4 separate regions of the Mus musculus genome follow, and all the other regions are linked to region 2. Evidence: chromatin contacts called from public Hi-C, HiChIP or PLAC-seq and promoter capture Hi-C data. All regions are on one chromosome and are shown on one strand. Each heading gives the region's core, a stretch centred on a gene start, on an enhancer-like site or on the middle of the called end of the contact. The rest is flanking DNA. Distances are from core to core; before and after follow the strand shown.

Region 1 (2,700 bases), core at 105-2,604, 560 kb before region 2:
TCAAAGATATAGAAACAGGTATGTATGCGCACATGTGTTTGTGGATGCGTTCGTGTGTGTGTGTGTGTGTGTGTGTGTGTGTGTGTGAAGTACTCATGGTCACAAATGAGAACTGATATTTGCAGATAGAGGACCAAGGGGGCTGCCAGCACCCCCAAGAGTCCATAGGCTTACTACCCCACAAAAGGGTGAAAACCCAAGTTCAAACTTTGAGACCAAATGAATTTTTATGGAGGCTTTGTGCTAGAAAGGGTACTTGGTGGCAACAAAAGTTATTTGGGTTCAGAGGGCAGCTCAACAGACGAGAAGAGGAGCCGCCCAACATCAGGCATGGTGATCCCAGGACTCAGAAGGCAGAGGCAGGTGGACCTCTGTGAGTTTGAGGCCAGCCTGGTCTACAGAGTGAGTTCCAGGGCAGCCAGGGCTACATGGAGAAAAGCGGCTGAGTGGAGTGAGCCCAGCCTTGGAGCCCAGCCATGGAACACAACCATGGAACAGCAAGAAGTACTACAGATGTTTGAAGAAATATCCTTAGAGGCTCATAGCCGAACAACTCAAGAGCCAACCCCTCAGTCCATCAAAGCTAGGTTGCTGCCAAAACAGACCCTCAGAGGTCTCACCTCTCACCCTGACAAGTGGCAAAACAAAGAATGAGGCCAGAACATGCACTGAAGGGGGCAGGGCACTCCAGGTGTCCTGCATGCTCAGTGTGTGTGTGTGAGTGGGGGGATGGGGGTGTCCTTCACGCTCACTGTGAGTGGGTGGGGGGTGCTGGTGTGGCAATTCTTTTAAGCCTTTTAAGCAGTCTAACAGGTAGAAATTGTTGGTGGTTTGGAGATGGCTCTGACGGACCTAGCACCCAGGAAAGGCTGTAACCTTAGTTGGGGTGGGGACGAGAGTACGGTAGCAGGGAATCAGTGACAGAGGGATCCCTGGAGCTCTGGGTTCAAGGAGAAACCCTGTCTCTAAAGGCAGAGAGTGTGTGTAAGACAATGGACGTTGACCATTGGTGTCTACTTAGAACCACACCCATGAACATACTACACATCTCTGAGAAACTCTGTGCCTTCAGCCCCCAGAGACACAGTGGACATCACAGTGAATAATGTTTTTATTTCTTATTTCTTAAGGGAAGAAAGCAGTCATATCCCACCAGCAGTCGGACATCAGGCCTGGCCTTTCCTTCTGATACCTAAGAGAGAGTTGAATCCACTTCCCTTTGCCCGACTTCCTTTGGTTTTTGCTTTTCCAGGGAATGAATCAAGTCAGTCAACAAGTATTTATGTAGCGCCCACATATCGCAGGGGCGGGTAGGGGAGCCAGGGGCTGCTGGAAGAAGCCCAGGCCAGCTCTCACTCGAGACAGTTAAAGGAAATGTCTGTCCTCGGGCTAGGTCTGAACAGGGGCTGCAAAGAACTGACTGCCACCCTGGGTGGGTTTATTCTGGACCAACCACTCATTTCTGGCTGGGCTGCTTCTGTTATCGGAAAGGCCAGCGTGGGCGGATCAGCCATGTCTGTGCACATTTTTGGAGAATGGCAAGCACAGTGCTAGTGATCTTGGTACTTGGAGGAACGGGGGCTGGGGCTGGCTGAAATCCTCTTCTCCAAATCCCCAAAGGGGTTTGTGTGTGTGTGTGTGTGTGTGTGTGTGTGTGTGTGTGTGTGTGTGTGTGTGTGTGTGTGTGTGGTGTTCCCCAGCAACAATCAGAATCAGCTAAACAAATGTTGTCAGAAGTTCACCATTTTCTCCTCTGCAAATGTAAATGCTCCGCAGCTGTCTGGGAGAGGCTAGGAAAATCTGGGGTCCATGGAAACAGCCTCTGCAGGTCCTGCTCCTCTTACACTGAGAAACTGGGTTACCTGGCTTTACACCCTGCTATGCACAGCATGCACCATCAACCAGTGGTCTGAGCATCTCGTAAGTGGTTAAGAGCACAGGCTGTTCTTCCAGAGGACCAAGATCCAATTCTCAACACCTCCATAGCAGCTCACAACTGTCTGTAAATAGTCCCAGAGAATCTGAAACTGAACTAGGCACGCATTACAAAGTGCACAGACATATATGCTGTCAAAACACCCATATACACATAAGCAGATGGATAGATAGATAGATAGATAGATAGATAGATAGATAGATAGAAAGAAATGGGAGGGGTGGAAATTGAGGCTCCAATCTGCAATTCCTTGAGCAACCTCCCATGCAACCAAGCACTGAGAAGCACTTCCAGATAACCAAGAGATGTCACCACTAACCTAAGAGGTTTCCTAAGGTCACATTGGGATACACCTGCCTTACACATTGTTGGGAAGAAGTGAACAGGCTCTCTAAATCACAAGATGTCTAGTGACTTATAAATATATAACTAGTCTTGATTTGAAAATAAGTCACTGGAAGAGCCTGATTGTTACATGTTAGGTTTTCAAATTGTTTTGCTTTGTTTGGTCTCATTAGATAGCCCTGACTGTCCTGCAACGTTCTAGAGCAGGCTGGCCTTAAATTCACCGAAATCTGTGCACCGTGTGCTGTGGTCACAGGTGTATACCACCACCCCAGTTTGTTTTTTAGAGAAGGCTTTCATATAGCCCAGGTTGGTCTTGAACTCTTGATTCTCTTGCTTCTACTTTCCAAGTGCTGGAATTATAGGTTTATAGCACCACACCTGCCCCCCCCCCCCCCGCCAATTACATGTTATTTGAC
Region 2 (2,700 bases), core at 74-2,573:
CTTTCCAGTGGGAGGGGCCAGACACAATAACTTTACAATAGAAGGATAGCTCTGCATGCCCCAAACCACTGCACTCCTAAGAATTTCACTGAGTTAGAAGGTTCTTGAATTTTGGTTGAATTTACGTGTTACCCATGAATTCAAACTGGCTGCTATCCACTACTCACTTGGTCCAATCAGCATAATGTTGTCAATATAGTGTACACACACACATATTTACAATCTATACTATATGTTATATATACTATGTATTACACATTTTGTTAAATAAATGAAACAAAATGCTTAATTATTAAGTAAAGATTCAGTGAAAAATTTCCTCCTTAAAACCATTGTTCGCGGGCTGGAGAGATGGCTCAGAGGTTAAGAACACTGGTTGTTCTTTCAGAGGTCCATGAGTTCAATTCCCAGCCACCACATGGTGGCTCACAACCAAGTGTAATGAGATCTGGTGCCCTCTTCTGGCTCACAGACATACTGCAGACAGAACACTGTACATAATAAGTAAATAAATAAATCTTTAAAAAAATGTTCACACTGGACCTATTTGGAAAGCACTGATATTTAACTTTACCACAAGGGCAGGATCTACAAGACAAGTACACATGAGAATGGTGCGAATTATAATGACGACCTTACTGAGCTAAAATAACTTTATTGATTATACTGATAAGGAATCTTAGGAACGCGGTTTTAGACAAGAAACGTGGTGCTTTGGCTCAAGGACTTGCTAAGGTTTTAAAAGAGTGGAGTGAATAATTTGTTCCAATTGGGCACAAATCCTATTTGATCTCGAGTTGTAGTCCTTAGGATTTTAGAAAGAGGCATAATTAGCATTAGTAAATAATTAGCATTAGTCGAAGGCAGTGCGCCAGTTTGTTTAATAAAGAGATTCCTGCTTCAGGAAACTGTCAGCTAAGGGGCTTTTTAATTTTAAGTATTTGGTCACTTTTCCTTTTTTCTTTTGCCGGCCACTAGTGCGGATAATTTCCGGAACCGTACAGGGAGGACAAGAGGAGTACAATCTTCTCTGTAACAGGTCAGAAAAAAACAAAGTGCAGGATCACGGTCTGGCACATAGCATTGCTGCCGGCGCCTCCCCTCAGCGTTTGTCACGGCTTTTCCTGGGCGCCCACGCCGGAGTTTAAATCGCTTCCAACCCCTTCCCTTTCAGCACGCTGCTTACTCGGAAAAAAAATACATTTCCCACAACACCACGCGCCGGCCGGGCCTCTCATGGGCTGTCCCACACATTGCCGTTATGTTTATGGTTACCCAAGCCCACATCTACTAAAGAACAGAGCTATTGTTTGCTTTTCAAACGTCATCCTTCTTGTTCTTTTCCACTTGTAACGTTCACTGTTTGAGAAGAGACTCCGAGGAGCGTAAGATATTCAGGCTACTCCTCTAGACACCTTTCTGCGCGAGCCTGAGCCCATGCCAAGGTCCCGGGGTCCTGAGAGTGTCATTGGGGGATGACCGCAACAGTAGTTGCTGCGGCTGCCACTGCAACCATGGTCTCCAGCAGCAGCGGCCTCGCCGCCGCCCGCCTGTTGTCGCGCACCTTCCTCCGTGAGTCGTGCCGGCCCGGCTCTGTCCTCCATGCTTGCGTAGACCTCGGGTTCCTGATTCTGGCCCCGGCGGTGTCCGGGCTCTTCCGGGCGGGCCCTCGGAAGGGGCGAGGGAGCCACCGGTCCAAACGCCAGTGGCAGACCTCGGGGGTGGAGGGGGCTTTGTCCGATGGGGTCGTGGATCGGCCGATGCACTTCGCAGGGCGCCCTGCAGACACGGCAACAATATCCTAGTTCCCTCGGTGACGGGGTGTGTGTGTGTGGAGGCGGGGGGGGGGGGGTGAGGTGGAGGTGGCCTCTGGGCTGGCCCTTACTTGGAGCCAAGGCTAAAGAGGTCCAGGATGAACTCTGCTGGGAGTGTGAGCCCCCGGGTTGAAGAGGTTGTAATTTGTCCCGAAAGATTCTGCACTTGGAGTTGACCGTTCTGTTGAAGTGGTAGGGCCAACGGAAAGGTGGTTTCTGCACCCAGAGTCAACGTGGCCCCGTAGGAGCTTGGAAGCTGACCAATGATGTGTCGCTCTTTACGAGACTCCAATGAACACCTCAGTTTCTGAGAACCAATCTCCCAGGGTTGCTATCCTGCAATGCTGACTCTTGAAAAGTAGTGCTGCGTTCAAAGTCTCTGTGTTAGGTACGATAGGAAACAGCTTGGGAACCGGTCATGTCGTTTTTGAAGTCTGGCCAATCATTCGTATGTGTATAATAGTCTTTTTTTAAAAAGTGATTTCTCGATGGATGTGGTGGCCCACACATTTAATTCCTGCATTTGGGAGGCAGAGGCAGGTATGCGGGTCTTTGTGAGTTCGAGGCCAGCCTGGTCTACAAAATGAGTCCCAAGAGAGCCACAGCTGTTACACAGAGAAACCCTGTCTTGAAAACAAAACGAAATGAAACAAACAAAAGCCTACTAAACAAACAAACAAACAAACATCTCTCAAGTAATAGCTTGGTTTGTGAAGCAGAGCATTGTCCTGCCTATCACTAACAGGAGAAATGATTGCCGATTAAAACTGTGATGAGTGATTGGTTGTCAGGTTTATCCAGATCTAGGAGATGTTAAGAAGTAATGAGTGGTTTGGTTTCATTGTGTAGAATAAGTGAGTCAGTTTACTGCTCAGAAATAGACACT
Region 3 (2,700 bases), core at 190-2,689, 810 kb before region 2:
CTTGATTCATCAATTTAGAAAATGGCAGTATCCTGGTCTGGAATGTTTGTGGTATTGAGACAGGGTCTTACACGTGGCCCAGGCTGACAAACTAAACTGCTTCCATACTTTAAACGCTGGGATTGTAGTAGTTAGTGTACCACTGTGCTTGGCTCTATGTTCCTTGATTTTTGTTACTACCCCAAAATGTGTATTGCAGCCACAGAACCTTAAGATGGAATCTAATGGCTGTACTAAGGAGTGATTCAATAGATATGGAGATACTCCTTTCCTTGAGGGGAGTGTGGGAGGAGCCACAGCAACACTTGTCTTTCAACCATCACTCATCAAGATGCTCCTCACAAGCCATGTAATAATATTGCTGTGGACCCCCTGCGAACGGAAACAGCTCAAACTGAATATTAGTATTTACTAAATGGTTATGTTCCATCTGAAACCCAAAGTCCATATAATAGATTCATTATAACCGATCTCATCATGGCGGTTCAGTGGACAAAGCCTTAAGGAAACATGAAATAAATCCTCCTTTAGTTGTAGGAAAAAGACCAAAGGGAAGACTTTAAAACGAAACCTAACGCGATGGGAGTATACACTTAATTCATGCACTTCATCCTTTTCAAGCACACTCTAAATAAGGGATGCCTTCTCTAATTCGCGCTATATTTAGTCAGTGGCAGTCTGTCACCTTGAAGGCTAAAGGGCATGTCTACCCATGCTCTTAAGCGTTTTCCAGGGGCCGGAAGTCAGGGATATTAGAGATGGGACCTTCGGAGACACCAGCCCCCACTTCCAAACTAGGGGTCGGGTGGGTAGAGGCCGCCAGCTCCGCTTCGCCCCAATTCCACATGCGGCGAACACGTGGTAGCCGCTGCAATGCGGGGCGCGCGCTCCCGGCGGCCGGACGCGAGCACGCGGGGCGGGGTCGCCCACTTGAGGTTTTTCCAGGCGACGGGACTAAAGAGGAGGAAGCAGTGCCCTCCCCGCGCCGATCTCAAAACTGCCTCGAGCCCCCGCCCTTCTCGATTTCTGGAACCTTCCGCATGCCGGGGCGCGCCGCCGGATGAGGAGCGGAGAAAGGGGGAGGGGAGCGGGGCCGCACATTGCAAACTCGCGGCGCCACGAGGGAAGCGCGCGGCCGCTGCCATGCCCACCGCCGCCGGAGACGGCCTCGACCACCCCCAGCGCCACTGCCCTCCGCCCTTCCCTCCTCCGAGTCCCCGTCGGCTCACCTGGGTGACCTTCCCCTACAGACTCGGAAGTGAAGAGGAACGTCCCCTCCTCAATGAACGCCTCGTGGAAGCCGTTGAGCTGCCCGTTCATGGCGGCGGCGGTGAGAGAGGGCGACTCTGAGGAGACTGAGAGGCGGCGAGGCGGAGGGCTGCGGAAGACACAGAGGGAGGATCGCTTCAGCTCTCGGCAGGCTGGAGACTCGGAGCGAACGGAGCGGCGGGCGAAGCGGCCCAGTATTTATAGAGCAGGGGGTCGCGCGCGCCCGGCTCGGGCTCCGCCCCTCGGCGTCGCGCGCCAATGCGCCGCGGGCGGGCGGATGGGGGTTGGCAGGGAGGTCCGCCGAGCCGAGCTCCGGCTGAACCATTCTACCGATGGGGGGGGCGAGCAGAGCTAACCGGGCCTCCTGCCAGTAGTTAGTCATCTTGATGGCGTGGGTTAAATGGAGATGTAAGTGAGTAGACTTGGGGTTTACGCCCATCCCCACGTTGATTGCTGGAGAAGAGAGGATTTGGATTTGAAGGACGGCCTCCCCTGTACGAGGGTATGGTACATCCCTCCGACCGTTGCCCACGGAGGTCTGCCGGCGCGCGCGCCTCCCAGCGGCGGCCGTGGCGGTGGCGGCCGTTTTGTGCTGTGGCTCTCGCCGAGGGTCTTTCCTGCCACCACCACCCTCCATTCGCCACCTCGTGCACCAGCGCCGGGTGGCCCTCTGCCATGTGAAGGTGGCCATGTTGACTGGCCAGCGGAGGCTAATAGGCACTGCCCTTATCCATCCTACACGGTTCCCTCCGGGGAACGAGAGATTGTGAGGGGTTCTAGCCCTACCGTTAGTCATGCCTCGAGTAACTGCTCTGGGGAAAATGGCTGTAAAGCCAACTAGCAGGAATGCTGTATTGTTTTTCCGAACAATTGCCACTTGCCGGCGGCCTCCCCTCCCCCCTCGCCGAGCCTCGTGGACCCCCGTAGTCTGAGACGGTACTAGATTCTTTTCTATCCTAAATCTGACTTTGCATGGCTTGGTTTTCCATGCTTCCTAGGAAGAAATGGACGTTCCAATCTGTTCGAGAGAATATGAATGCTTCTTTCGTGTGTGTAGGGGAGGGCGCTATTCAAGCCTTCAAATGTGCTTCAGATGAGCTTGTCAAGGTCAAATGGCCTCGATTTTATGACACTTTCTCTTTTAAACTTTTGCAGTTGTCTCAGTTTTGCTCATGAAATGAATTAACAGACGGGGAAAAAAAGGGAAATAAAACTCCATACAGACAAAGAGTGGAGTCTGGAGCTAATTGCATGCAGAGACCCTCTATGAGGCCAGTGTCACACAACTGTTGGGTCCAGTCTTAGGGCAGGCCAGGAGCCTGGTGGCTTTTGAGAACCAGTGTTTGTCAAGAACATCGGGTTTTATGATGCTAGGGAACAGCCTGCTCCTAGCATAAGATGCACTTGACTGTGAGGCTGAATGACAACCTC
Region 4 (2,700 bases), core at 75-2,574, 900 kb before region 2:
TAGGTGAAATCTCTGAGTTTGAGGCCTACCGACAAAGTTCCAAGACAGCCAGGGCTACTTAGTAAGAGCCTGCCTAAATAAGCAAATAAATAAATAAATAAATATCAAATGGGCAGGAAAAGTATCATGAAATATATCACAAGTACTAAGATAAGCTGAATATCCTTAAATCTACTATTAGTACAAGAACTGTATTGGTTCTGAGAGTTAATCCTAATGTGTTAACTCTAACTAAAGTTAACCCTAATGTGTTAGCTTGACACAGCTTCATGGATGCTGACAGAAGCCACATGATCACAGACTAAAACAAAGAGTCTACTACAGCAATAACAGTACCCTATTATATGACATCTTTGCCAGATCCTAGAGTTAAGTCCCATAATAGAATAGAAAAAGAACCAGTGCTCATAGTGGGTTGCCTTACAGAAGATCCCTGCCCTTAAAGAAGATTATATCTTCTTGTGACCTTACTCCCTACCTATTGCTCTATGGAATAATACTATCTGTCTCCCAAGGCTGGTCATTACATCAGCATCCTTTACAAGACAACATGGAACAACCCCCATGCAAAACCCAGGAGAAGCATTAGTGTCTCCAAACTATTCAACTAGTACAAAGTCAATACTTGAGTTGAGTGCACTGGGACTCAACTAATGGTCTTATTCCAAAAATTACAACATGACTCTGACTCTTAGGAATTTGTGGGGGGTGGGGGGGAACGGAGAAGGGTCCATCTGTACAGTCGTCAGTAGAGCACCTGACCCACGTAGGCTATACGTGAATAGGGAGATGCTGTGATGTATTATGACAGGCAATCCAGCCTGCTGGATTCAAGCCTGGTCAGGGAGGCAGAAGAAAGGAAAAGTAAAAAGCAGACAAAAACTGGGCATCTCAGACTTCAAGAAGGGGAAGCAAGAGTCTAAGGCCATCTCTGGTTACAACTTCAAGTTCCTGAGACCCGTCTTTAAAAATATAGGAGGAGAAAGAAGAAAGCAGGCGAAGGAAGAGGACGCGCCCGGCCCGGCCCCGCGCACCTCGCACCTCCCGCTCGGGCTCCGAGTCTTCATCGGCCTCGCGCTCACGCTTCACCCGCACGACCGGGAGCGCGGGCGCCGGGACCTCTCGCGCAGCCGGCTCGGCCTCCCGCTTCACGCGGACCGGGCTACCCCGGGAGCTCGCCGCCTCGGGCTCCTTCTCACGGTCTCGCTCCTTCTTGATGCGACCCGAGCTGCCACGAGACTCGGACTCACGCTTCCCGCGGGTGGAACCATGGGACTGCCGCTTGGACCGGCTAGACATCGCCACCACCAGTTAGGAGCTTCCGCGCCGGCGCCGAGCACGGGCAGCAAGCAGCCAATCAGAAGTCGAGATGGCCTCATAGAAACGCAGCGCGCTACGAGTCGCTGTGAGGGACAATACAGGCTTATAAAACGTTATAAGCGCTGCTGGCCCAACCGAGATAGTTTCGAACATATTGTGTCCTTGTCCAACATCTCTTCACGGCTTAAATAGGAACCTTTCACAGGCTACTTTCATTTTAGGGAAAAGGAAGCTAGCACTCCACCCGAGATAGCTTCAGGACAATTTGTGTCTCGAAACGACGATCCAGAGATGTCCCCTGATCAGGGACTGATGACCTACACAGGAAAAGGAGTCAGTATTCCCAAATTAACTCCTTCATTCAGGCTTGTACCTGGGAACTTCAATTAGTATCATATTTAAAGGGCTCTTGAAATGAGTTTGCAAATACTCTGCTAAGGCGCATTTATTGTTTAGCTAATAAAACTTCAAATTCAGCCTTACCACTGAGTCATGCCTTAGTCCCTGCCTATTTGAACAGTTCCATCGAAGTATAATTGATATACAAGATAGTACACGTTTGATGTGTCTAATTTGCTAAATTGCGATGTATGAACACTTACAGATTCAAGAGAAGAAACTTGTCTCACCCCAGAAATGTCCTGTGCCCACGTGGAATCCCACCCAAACCACAATAGTGACTACATTTCCTAGAATTTTATGTTCAAGTATGAGTCGGTGTTTCCTCTTTCTGACCAGGTCTCATTCACGTCTAGGGTAAGGCAGTCTGTTCCTTTACTTTCAATATAACAATTCCATCAAGCAGATGCACTTGATTCTGTCACTGCTCTAATAAGTTTCTGATGTTTACATTTTAAACTGAAAACTTGGAAAGCTATACTCTCAGGATCAGGCAAAACAAATCCCAAAGTTTAAGGCCAACTGAGCTACATAGTTAATTCAAGACTATCCTAGGCTACATGCCAGAAGGAAAGAAACAAGAGAAGGCTATGCACTATTAGACCCTCAAAAGCCTTGGTTCCTCTCATGGTCAGTTAAGCAAGTGGTCTGGACACCAGCAGTGCAGCTCCAATGTGGCTGAAATAGGGACTGGGTATGGGTGGGGAAAACTTACCTACGTGAGCACTTGTCTGCCTCATTGCCTATCAGAGACAGATGTTTTTAGTATGTCCACTAATAAGCAAACAAACGGAGGAGATTGGCTCAATTGGTGAGAAAGCTTACTGTCCAAGCATGAGTCCAAAACTCCAGCACCCGTGGAAAAAGCTGACAGTGGGCTCATGCCTATAGTCCTAGCCATGTGGGAAATGGAGACAGGAGGACCACTAGGGCTTGGTGGCTGTCAGCTGAATTACAGGTTAAGTGAGAGGCCCTATCTCA

The links. Promoter capture Hi-C pulls out the DNA fragments that hold promoters and counts their contacts. Hi-C and Micro-C count contacts between places; a contact is called where the count stands out from the background. HiChIP or PLAC-seq counts read pairs in DNA pulled down with a chosen protein or histone mark.
Region 1: a contact with region 2 is called in a promoter capture Hi-C map of hippocampal neurons, with 2.1 times the contacts expected there. The contact joins the enhancer-like site here to the promoter of Suclg1 in region 2. A contact is called at or near these places in 4 of 39 promoter capture datasets (3T3-L1-derived adipocytes, cranial neural crest, hippocampal neurons and 1 more).
Region 3: a contact with region 2 is called in a Hi-C map of cortical neurons, with 6 times the contacts expected there. The contact joins the promoter of Mat2a here to the promoter of Suclg1 in region 2. A contact is called at or near these places in 2 of 39 promoter capture datasets (hippocampal neurons and pre-B cells), 3 of 484 Hi-C or Micro-C datasets (cortical neurons, pre-B cells and stem cell-derived neural stem cells) and 2 of 115 datasets of contacts at active chromatin or transcription factors (embryonic forebrain and memory CD8 T cells).
Region 4: a contact with region 2 is called in an H3K27ac HiChIP or PLAC-seq map of microglia, with 7 times the contacts expected there. The contact joins the promoter of Usp39 here to the promoter of Suclg1 in region 2. A contact is called at or near these places in 1 of 39 promoter capture datasets (pre-B cells), 2 of 115 datasets of contacts at active chromatin or transcription factors (microglia and thymic regulatory T cells) and 1 of 9 other capture datasets (adipose tissue).

The regions. Positions count from the first base shown.
Region 1 is chr6:72,683,922-72,686,621 of GRCm38.p6, forward strand. The region is part of intron 3 of Tcf7l1 (transcription factor 7 like 1 (T cell specific, HMG box)); the gene reads right to left. Gm31391 (a long non-coding RNA gene) reads left to right here. Exons shown (of 4, transcript XR_003956315.1): 3 at 1-18. Among named protein-coding and RNA genes, the nearest start is that of Gm31391, 30 kb to the left of the region's middle. Within about 2 kb of position 1,355, at least 40 of the 459 cell types and tissues checked have an H3K27ac peak or open chromatin away from gene starts, as enhancers often do. A contact at or near this core is called in hippocampal neurons, where this site is marked.
Region 2 is chr6:73,247,182-73,249,881 of GRCm38.p6, forward strand. It overlaps Suclg1 (succinate-CoA ligase, GDP-forming, alpha subunit), which reads left to right and starts at 1,324. Exons shown (of 9, transcript NM_019879.3): 1 at 1,324-1,572. The coding sequence starts at 1,476. It overlaps Gm38834 (a long non-coding RNA gene), which reads left to right and starts at 1,582. Exons shown (of 2, transcript XR_869182.3): 1 at 1,582-2,202.
Region 3 is chr6:72,438,117-72,440,816 of GRCm38.p6, forward strand. It overlaps Mat2a (methionine adenosyltransferase II, alpha), which reads right to left and starts at 1,440. Exons shown (of 9, transcript NM_145569.5): 1 at 1,230-1,440. The coding sequence starts at 1,320. Particl (promoter of Mat2a antisense radiation induced circulating long non-coding RNA) reads left to right here and starts at 567. Exons shown (of 1, transcript NR_046011.1): 1 at 567-2,499.
Region 4 is chr6:72,343,851-72,346,550 of GRCm38.p6, forward strand. It overlaps Usp39 (ubiquitin specific peptidase 39), which reads right to left and starts at 1,325. Exons shown (of 13, transcript NM_138592.4): 1 at 1,035-1,325. The coding sequence starts at 1,299.